Linked DNA regions of Oryctolagus cuniculus: region 1 is linked to region 2. A link is a contact called in public Micro-C data. All regions are on one chromosome and are shown on one strand. The core of a region is the stretch at or near the end of the contact, and the rest is flanking DNA. Distances in the headings are between cores, read along the strand shown. Region 1 overlaps TCF4 (transcription factor 4). Region 2 holds the start of TCF4 (transcription factor 4).

Region 1 (5,078 bases), core at 1,394-3,893, 88 kb before region 2:
AGCCCAACGAAGTAGATACTTATATTATCCTCGTTTTATACAGAAATTAAATAATTGTGTTGCCCCAGGCTTCAGGTAGCAAGTGGCAGAACTGAGATTAAAAGCCGGAATCGGTGCTGGAAAGCCCACCCTTTCCAGCTCACACTTGTTCTCCAGCTAGAAAACACCAGAAATCTGCAGAGTAAACACTGTTGCCGTGCATGCCCTGTTATTCCTGGAAACACTTAATAACAAACTGCAAATAACAAACCGCAATACATGCTCAGTGCAACAAGCCTTCATTTCACAATCCCTATAAGAAATCTGCTTACTTTTGGAAAGGATGGGCTGACTTTAAAAATCCAAACAAAACCTAATTTGTATTTTGATTAACTGTTAAACAGATTATATGAAGTAAACATCAGCATATATCTTCTCTCAAAAAATCACAGGAAGACTCCTTTAAGTTTAAAAAAAAAAACATATTTTTAACAGGAAAAAGACTCCCGTTCCTGAGTTTGACAAATGCCTAACGCCTGAATAATCTGTACCAAAAATCAGATTAGTTGGCATTAAAGTCTATCTATGTGTGTCCTATTTCTACAAGTACTAAAGGACCATTACTGCTCCCTTACTGCCCCCAAGTATTACGATTTTCTAAAGCAATGTTACACACAGGATGGGATTTTTGAATGATATTGCTGAAGGACTGACATAGAGCTTTGAGGTTACCTTAGTTACTCTTTCCCTGATAAAAGTACAGTTACTTAAAGGCAAGCACAATAGCAACCGGACACATGCACAGACACACCACCATATACCCAGTTCAGACACTGACAGTGTTTCTTGTGTTTCCAGTGTTAATGCACTGTGTAGAAAACTACACTCACGGAAATATTCAGCGCCTCTCTTGCCAGGACAGCCTGCAAAAAAAAAAAAAAAGCCCCCGGATTTGTAAACAAAATCGAGTTCATTTTGAAAAATATGGATCACAAATGGCATGATCCCCTTTAAATATACAAGGAATCTTCAAAAAGCTCATGGAAAACACACATTCTGCAGAAACTGTGCAGACATTTCAAAATTATTTGCACCACAATAAACTGGCTTTTTAATTTTATTTCTCCACAAGCCTTCTGAATCATCCTCAAGTAGTTGAAAAGCAACTCAGGTCATCAGGGGTGAAATCTCGTAATGGCTGAATGTGACACCTAAAGCAATCCCCCCAAAAGGACTACCCCAAAAGGTAGTCCCTGTACACTAGGAGGAGGGCCACGTTCCTCAAAATCTTAAGTCACATGAATCATTAGGTCCTGAAATAGCCCCCAACCCTGTGTCCTACAGGAATTTCACAAAGCCAGACATTAATCTGGGGGTCTGTGCCAAAAATGGAAGGCCCAGCAGGTCGGGGGGTGGGGGATCACAAGAACTGAAACTTTTGGGATGGCAGCCAGGGAAATTCCTTTGACAATCAGTCCTATCTTCACCCTGAGGCTACCTTTCAAAGGTTGAAGTAAGTACTTTCTTTGGAAATCTTTATACATGAAAATGGTTGGAAATAATTACCTAAAGGAAGAATCCTAAGGAAGAAGTAAGAGAAATGAAAGCAAAAGCAAAGATTTTTTTTTAACCAACACTGGCCTTCCACTCTCTCACACTGTTTTTCTCTTTCACATTTGTCTCCTTTAAATTTCTATCAAACCATCCAAAAGTTGTACTTACACAATTTACATTTATTAAATAAAAACTTTCTATAAAAAAATGTCTACCAAACCAAGGCCAAGTCTCCCCCTCCCCATGTCTCCCCATGTTCTATGTGGTGTCACTCAATGAGTGAGACTGGCAGTAATCACATCTTCTGACTCAAGGCTAAGGAGACGCGTCCATCACCTGTAACTCCAGAGGTGACTCTCCGTCTGCCCCTCAGACTGCCTGAGTCACAGCGGAGGACCCAGGGAGAGCTCCATCCCATTATTTGTCTAAAGAGGCGTGGCAATGTTGGGCGTTTTGATAGATACAGCAAAAAAAAAAAAAAAGAGCTTAAAAAAATCAGAAATGTTTATAATATTCTCCAGAACATTCTCATGTGTTTTTAAATTTTTTAAATATATTCAAGTATTATATGACTCTATGACTCTAAACCATGCATTCCAGCCACAGTCTTTCCAACAAACCTCAGTCAAGAACGTCTAGTGATTCAACTTCTGACGGCAACAGATGAAACTTTTTTAATAGAGACTGGGCTTATAAAATACAAGTTACATAAATATTTACCTCCACTTCCATACAAATAGGAAGTGACAAATTCTGTCAATATATCTGGCAATTGAAACTCTAAAATACAAAGTTTGTAAAGATCTCCATTCAAGGCACCTTCCTTTAAAGGAGGTTGCTTGTTACTCTTCTGTGCTTCACGGAAACAGAACAGCAGTTAGCCATGAGGGTGGATTTTCATTTATTTGAATACATCAGTCGGTAGAAGGGGAAATGATATTGGCTGTGTGTTTATGAGCTGCATTAGAAATCTGAACAATAGCAGACCTTTACCAAAACAAAAATAAAATATGAGTCAACAAGATCTTTGCCAAACAGAGGTCTCAGGACAGCCTTGTTCAGCCTTCTGGGAATCCCACTCCAATAAGCGCAATAAAAGCAGGACGTGCCTCATTTCCTTCAGCGCTCACCATGCCTCTCTTGGAGATGTTTGTAAATTTCCTTCCTCTACGCATCAAGCTGGCAAACTGTCGTCATTTCTTCGGGGTAATAATATCCTGTTGATGTCTGGGTAGATCTGTTTTGAGTGTTCCTTCCACATACCACATATACTTTTACTATTATTTTTCAACACAATACAATAAATTATTTTCCCACATATCTGGACACAGTTCAGCAAGGTAGGATTGCAAAGGGCGAACAGTAGGACATTTTAATAAAATGCTAGGTTTTATTTTTGGATTTACAACCTAGATTTAGGTAAAAAAGTAAATTCAATAGTAGAAAAATAAATTCTCTGCTATTTCAGAAGCTAAAAATAGTTCCCTAACACTATTTGAATAATGTAAATATTGTCATTCAACTTCTGTGCTGGAGTTTGGAAATTTCATATAGCAAAAGAGGTACCTTAGCATCAAAAAACTGACTTGTGAAAATGGCAACTTTTATTTTACTGGATATACAAACTGCACCAAGTACTTTTAAGAACAGAAATCTAAATTCATTCTCAAAGTAGGCAGATAGAGCATAACTTCAGTCAAATGTACTGAATGATTAAAACTTACTCTGAATAAATGTTTTTCAAAAAACTTAAGAAGGTATTTGGGCATAAATGTGTACTTCCTGGACAAAACATATTATTACCTAAGCTAATAACTCCTAATAGATTTACATTTCTTAAGAAAGTTACATGCTCTAAAGAGAGAAAATTACAGATGGCAATTTTGAAAAATAATACAAAAAGTGAAAGGACAGACCAATAGTCCATTAATGGAACTTGCAATTGGGCAGACATTCTGGTTGTAAACACAGCAAAAGCTGATTTGTGAAATATTGGAAATAACTGAAAGTGTCTGCAAAGCACACGACTTCACACTAAACTAACTGGCATGCACCACTCACTGCAATTCCAGATAACACCTTATTGAACAGATGATTAAGCATCGTGAACGTGAAAAACGTTCAATGTCATTAATAATCCAGAAAGTACCAGTTTTAATAGGGCACAATCAAACTACTATTTTTGACTACCACATTAATAAGAGAAAAATGACTCATTGGCACAATCTTTCTGGATAGCACTTTGGCAAGGTTGTGAAGAGCCCTGCATCTAGTAATTCCCTAGGAAATTATCCTGATAATATCCTTGCAAATGTAGCCAAGTATTTAGGCACAAGAATGCAGAAGACAGTGGTCAACAAAGGGGAACTGTTTAAATAAATGAAGAAAGAACCATATGATGGAAAATTGTGCTACCTTTAAAAATCAGACTTTCAAAAAATATTCAAGGACAATGTAAAATGTTAAGTTAAAAAGCAATATACAAATTTCATACTAAGTTTCTAAAGGCAACAAAAGACTAGAATTTGCAGTCATTAAAACTTTAACATTATAATGAGGACATGTCATTTTAATCAGAAAAAAATTAAACAAAGATATATTAACTTTGAAAGAAAGGTATATATAGCTTATATAATTTCATAGATAAGTATAAACTTCATTAAATATATAAGGTAAATAAACATAGTATGCATTTTATGTATCATCCCTAACTTCAAGTATCTCAATCTATTATTAAATATTAAAATCAGAGTGAGGATTTCGCACAGCAGTTAAGACCATATTTGGGGCCGGCGCCGCGGCTCACTAGGCTAGTCCTCCGCCTTGCAGCGCCGGCACACCGGGTTCTAGTCCCGGTCGGGGCGCCGGATTCTGTCCCGGTTGCCCCTCTTCTGGGCCAGCCCTCTGCTGTGGCCAGGGAGTGCAGTGGAGGATGGCCCAGGTGCTTGGGCCCTGCATCCCATGGGAGACCAGGAAAAGCACCTGGCTCCTGGCTCCTGCCATCGGATCAGCGCAGTGCGCCGGCCGCGGCGGCCATTGGAGGGTGAACCAACGGCAAAGGGAGACCTTTCTCTCTGTCTCTCTCTCTCACTGTCCACTCTGCCTGTCCAAAAAAAAAAAAAGACCATATTTGGGATTCCCACATTCCATATCACGGTGCCTGGGTTCAAGTCCCAGCTCTGCTTTCATTTCATTTTCTGCAAATGCACTCTGGAAGGCAGCAGATAATGGCACAAATACCTGGATCCCTAACACTCACACAGGAGACCTGGATTGAGTTCCAGGCTTCTAGCTTCAGGTTGGCCCAGTCCAAGTTGTTGCAGGCATTTGGGGAAGGAACCAGTAGATGGAAGATCAATCTCTGTCTCTGCCTCTGTTTCTTTCAAATAAAAATTTTAAAATAAATAATAAATAACAGTATTTGAAAAAATTAAAGTACCTGTGGGTGGGGAATGGGATGCATAGACAATTCAAGAATAGCAGAACACTGGTTGCCATGGAAGCTGGATGACGACCACAAGTGGGGATTTATTCTACTATTCTGT
Region 2 (5,350 bases), core at 637-3,136:
CGCGCCGGGAGCCGGGCGCCCGCGGCGCGGGAGGCGCGGAGCCGCGTGGGGGCCGCCGAGCCCGCGCCCGAGCCCCGCGCCGCCCCGGGCATCCGCCCGCCGAGCCCGGCCGGCGCCCGTACCTACCGGCCGCGCGCGAGAAGGGGCTCCCGGTGCACCGCCGGCGCCGCGGCGGCGTTCATGTCTGAGCCCGCCCGGCCGCTGCGCCCGCTCGCCGGCTCCCGCGCCTCCGCCGCCGCCGCCACTACCGATCCGCGCGCGCACAGCCAAGATCCCTGACTCTTAACACCAACTCTCTTCTCCGGGGAGGGGAGGGGACGAGCGCAGGGGGGGAGGGGGAAACACGCCGAGGCGCACGGAATTGCAAGTTCAGCAAAGAAATGGGTGGGGGGGCTCCGGCGGGGCGACGCGGGCTCGCTCGGGGTCCGGACGCGGCCCCCCACCCCCGGGGCCGGGGGGCGGCTCAGCGCCTCCCCCGCCTCGCCAAAAAACACGAACGAAAATTCGCGGAGCACCTCATTTTTCGGTTACGGTCTGCAGCCTGCCCAGGTCGGCGCTGGCCCGTTCCATCCCTCGGAGCCACTTTGAAATGTGTTCGAGTTCACATCCCGCCCTCGCCCCCACTCCCGTCCCCTCGCGCTCGCACGGCCACACACGGCAAAGCAAGTTTATACCAGGCTGCGATACACGTGATGCGAAAAGACTTTGCCAAGAGCAACCGTATTTTCCCTTTCCACAGAGAAACCCAGCCGCATTTGGCCGGGGAGACCTCCGTCCGGGTAGTTCTGCGTCGGGGGCGAGCCCTGCATTGCCCACTCTATTCCCCCTCCCTTTGGACTCACAGAATAGTACGGCTAAAAACTTCGCAAGAAGAGGAAAAAAAAAAAAAGGCAATTTGGGGGGATGGATGTTGTTTTGTTTTCACACTTGAGTTCCTAGGCACGCGAAGTCCCCATTCGCCCGCGCTGTTTTTTAATTCCACATTTCACATCATAGGCCCTGCATGCTCCTAAAACATACTTTTCCACATCACTTTTCAGGATAAAAATCCAGCTTCACCGTCCTATCGTCTGGTAGTAACAAGCGTGCTTTATCCAGCCTAGGCAACATAGTTATTCCAACGTGTGCTAGCACACTCCACACACCCTGGAATCGCTAGAGGAGCGAGCACACACACAAGATGCATGCACACACTTTTTCCCACTGGCGATTATTCCATAGGTTGTTCCTTTTGTTTTCATAAAACACTGGGATCGACATTTTAAAAATTCAATTCAATTACAAACAGTTTACTCTGACAGCAAATAGTAACGTTACCTTAAGTGGCCACAAATATGTTCACAATATTCCAAGGAAAAAGACTTTAAAAAGAGAGACAAAAATCTTCTGCAAGTACTTAGTATCTCACATGTGTATCCCCCAAAAAAGTATTTTAACTGGTACTCAGTCCTGCTCCAGGGATATCCACAGATTACAGGATCATGCACCTGGCTCTGCTTTTTGCATTTTCCACCATAAAACTGCAACAAAATGCCCTCCCCAAAAAAAGAATTCATTAAAAAAAATCCAACAACTTTTTCTTATGGTTTATAAAAAAAAATCAACACTGGGTAGTTAGAATTGTTCCTCAAACAAATCTCGTTGGTGGGTGTTTTTTCTTCTCCTCTTAGAAAGTCTTAAACTTGCTCCAAGTTTAGAGGTGTCTCATCATCATCCTCCTCCTCCTCCTCATCACCATTGACTCCCCCGTGGAGTCACATTGATAATAATAGGTTTCCCTGAAAGATACATTGTAATCCATTCACATCCGGGCACTGCGGGCTTATAAAGAGAAGGCGCTGCGGCCGCGGCTGCTCCTCCAGACAATGACTGGGGAGGGGCGGGGCGGGAGCGGGCGACCATAGAGTGGTAAACAGATGGCCTAGAGAGGCCGCCAAGATGGCGGCGCGCGCCGGCCACGCCTCCTCCGGGAGCGCCGGCGGGCGACGGGGTCCGTCGCGCGTGGAGCGGCGCAGAGAGTGCTCGGTGCCGGCGTCGACGGCCGGCCTGGCCCTCCTGCGCGCGCTTCGTGCTGCTCCGGTTCCTTGGCCGTCCCTGCTCTTTGACACGAAAGTGTAGTTCCTGAATAAATACACGAATTAAACTCCACAGACTTAACGCGGGGGAATCAAATCCCCCGACCCCCCCCAACCTGAGGAAGGCTCGGAAGAGGCCGCGGCGGCCTCCCCAACCGCAAACCCGAGCCCGGGATCTTCTGCGGTGTGGAGCGGGTTCCGTGGCGAGGCTCGAGCGGCAAGGGGTCCCTCCCGGCCGCCGCCGCCCCCGCCCCCACTTTCTATAGGCGTGAGAACTTGGTCAGTCCGGGAAGTGGTCACTTGGAGAAGACATTGATTGATTGCTTTGTACACTCAGATCGACTTTATACCACAAGGCATGACTGACTCAACTGACAGTTCTGGCCAAGCAGTTACCTTCTGGAGGTTGTTTTCTGGTCAGACGCAAATAGCAAAGCCCACTTTACGAATTTTGCACAGGACGTGGATAACGCTGGAATCACTTCAGTATTTACAGGCATACCCTGCGGCGCAGTGGTTAAGCCACTGCCGGCGACGTGGACATCCCATTTCAGAGCACTTCCCAACACTGGCTGCTCCACTTCCGACCCAGCTCCCTGCTGAGGCTCCTGGGAAAGCAGCCAAGATGGTCCAGAGACCCAGATGGAGTTGCTGGTTGCTGGTTTGGGCTTGTCCTGCCCCTTCCGTTGGGGCCCTGTAGGGAGTGAACCACAGCTGGGCTCACGCTCTCTGTCGAGGAAATAAGCAAACCTTGAACACCAAAACAAAAGGCCGTGGTTGTGGGGCAGTGGGTTAAGCTACCACTTCTAATACAGCTCCTTACTAATGCTCCTGGGAAGGCAGCCACAGAAGACTCAACTACTTGGGCCCCAATAGCAATGTGGGAAACTGGGATGGAGGGCCAGGCTTCTATCTTGGGTTGTCCCAAACCCATCCTTTGAAGCCATTCGTGGAGTGAACCAGCCGGTGGAAGATATTTGTGTCTCCTTGACTTTCTAACTCTGCTTTTCAAATAAATAAATCTTTAAAAATAAAAAAATAAAACTTTAAAACTTGCCACTTACTAAAAAATAGATTTCTTTCCATCTCTAACAGTTTGATGAACTAATATCTCTAATCTAGCCAACAGAACTTTAAATGGAGGATTCCTTATTTTAATAGAACAGTCTTTACGTCTCCCAACAGGAAAAAGCCAGTGATAACAAGTAACAGAGAGTGTGTTTCATGTGTGCCAAACATTGTGCTAAGAATTTCATAAATATTGGCCATTTTAATCCTGAGAATGACTCTGTGAAGGGGGTAACTACTCTCTTAACATTAAGAAAAACAGAACCAAGTAAAATGGAGTAGCTTGACCCAAGGCAGCAGTTTAGTAACTGAGACAAACTTGCTGAAGTCACAACCATCACTATTATGAAGGAGCCCATCTCTGAAACCAGGCAGTCTGTCATCAGAGTCCACTTTAACTTCCACGTTCCTTCATGCCATCTGTCAATGGGAACATCCTAATCTCCAATTATGTCAAAAATGTGTGGCAATAACAGTTGAGATCAATTTTCAGGATCTTTTCTTTATGTGTAAGTTTTTACAGAAAAAGAATTAGGGCATTTGCAGATTGTTTTCCTCTCCATTCACACGTTGTGAAGATTCCATGTTCTCATCTTAAAATAGTATTTTACATTTAGGTACCACTTGACTCCGTGTTATCACAAGCATTATCTGTGGTTCTCCACATAAAACCTCTCTGCAGACCCTACTAAAATGATGTGATGAAAAGATCACAAATGTTGGCTTGAGAGAAAAGTTCCCTTGGCTCTACCTCTAATCAGCTCTGTGACCTAAGGCTCAATGTCAATGACTTTTGCTGTAAAATGCAGAGTATAGATTAGATAATCCCATGAAGTCCCTTTTCACTTTTAGGTTTTTAAGATTCCCCCTTCCTCTGAATTTCAAAGGCAATAAATGATTCTACAGAGAAATCAGTGGTAGGATCAGGTTTTGGGTCTAAGGATTCCCAATTACCAGTCTAGTAACTTTTTACTCAATGACTGATTTTTTGACCCCACAATCAGCCATGTAACTACACTTCTCTTTTAAATTAAGGAATAAATGTGGGCTTTGTTCTTTTCTTGAGCTGTCAGAGAATAGATACTTTCTAATATACATGTGGGGACTGGAGGCTTTTTAGAGAGCCTTAAAAGGACCCTGTGAAATTTAAATTAAAAAAAAAAAGTACCAGATATGTTTTGGAGTGCCTTGTTTCATCTACAGATTCCCCTGCCTTGTAACCTGCCTGGATGCTGACAGAGAGGTATGCCCCAGTCAGCTGGGGCTGCTGTAACAGAACACCATACACTGGGTGACTGAAAGAGCAGACATTTGTTTTCATAGTCCTGGAGGCTGGGGAGTCTGAGATCAAAGGCTGGTGTGGTTGGGTTCTGGGAAGTACTCTCTTCTTGACTTGCATTTGACTGACTTCTCACTTTATCTTCACATGGGAGAAACAGAGAGCACTCAGGTCTCTCATCTTGTAAGAATATTAATGTCATCATGGGGGCTTCACCCTCATGACTTCATCTCAAACCAACTTCCTCCCAGAGACCCCATTTCCTGCTACCAGGAAGTTAGGGCTTCAGCATATGAATGGGGGCACGGAGGAGGGCCCTAACACTTAGTCCATAGCAAGGTAGAACTTGATGTGTTGCCGCACATCTCCTTCCTATCCTGCCTTCCAGCCCCAGCAGATTGGACCACAGGAGTGATAAGAGGAAGAGATGGACATTGGTCTATGGTGAGTGATGGATTGGACATGTCTTGGAATCAGGTGGCCGATGCCAGTGCCAGGAAGCCACACCATGTGACAGCCACGGCTATTAGGGAAACAAGAACTATGAGTAAGCAGAGGAAACTGCTCTTCAGATAAGAGAGAAGGTCTTGGGAGTTGGAGAACAGCAAGCAAACAAGTTCTAGGAAGAAATGCCTGCAGATATTTTCCCAATTACTGTGAGCCAGCTAGCTCCTGCAGTGTTCCCCTTCCCCAGCTGAGCTCACCTGAGTACATTTCTGATTCTACAGCTCAAGTATTTAACAAGAAAAAAGTACTTTAAAAATTTCAATGTTGCCAAAACCATTGCTAATATATATATATATATATACATATGTATGTATATAGACGCTGTTCTAGAGGAGAAACAATCGATTTCCTTCCTACATGGCAGAGAGCCTATCTAATTCATTCTGCCACCTACAGTCAGTAAGGTGCACACAAATGTTAC

What was found. Hi-C and Micro-C count contacts between places; a contact is called where the count stands out from the background.
Region 1: a contact with region 2 is called in a Micro-C map of ear pinna, with 4 times the contacts expected there. The contact joins the enhancer-like site here to the promoter of TCF4 in region 2. A contact is called at or near these places in 4 of 6 Hi-C or Micro-C datasets (ear pinna, psoas muscle, skin fibroblasts and 1 more).

The regions. Positions count from the first base shown.
Region 1 is chr10:22,786,651-22,791,728 of mOryCun1.1, reverse strand. The region is part of intron 2 of TCF4 (transcription factor 4); the gene reads right to left. Among named protein-coding and RNA genes, the nearest start is that of TCF4, 88 kb to the right of the region's middle. Within about 2 kb of position 2,643, at least 3 of the 8 cell types and tissues checked have an H3K27ac peak or open chromatin away from gene starts, as enhancers often do.
Region 2 is chr10:22,698,066-22,703,415 of mOryCun1.1, reverse strand. TCF4 (transcription factor 4) reads right to left here and starts at 1,886. Exons shown (of 19, transcript XM_051851926.2): 1 at 1,318-1,886.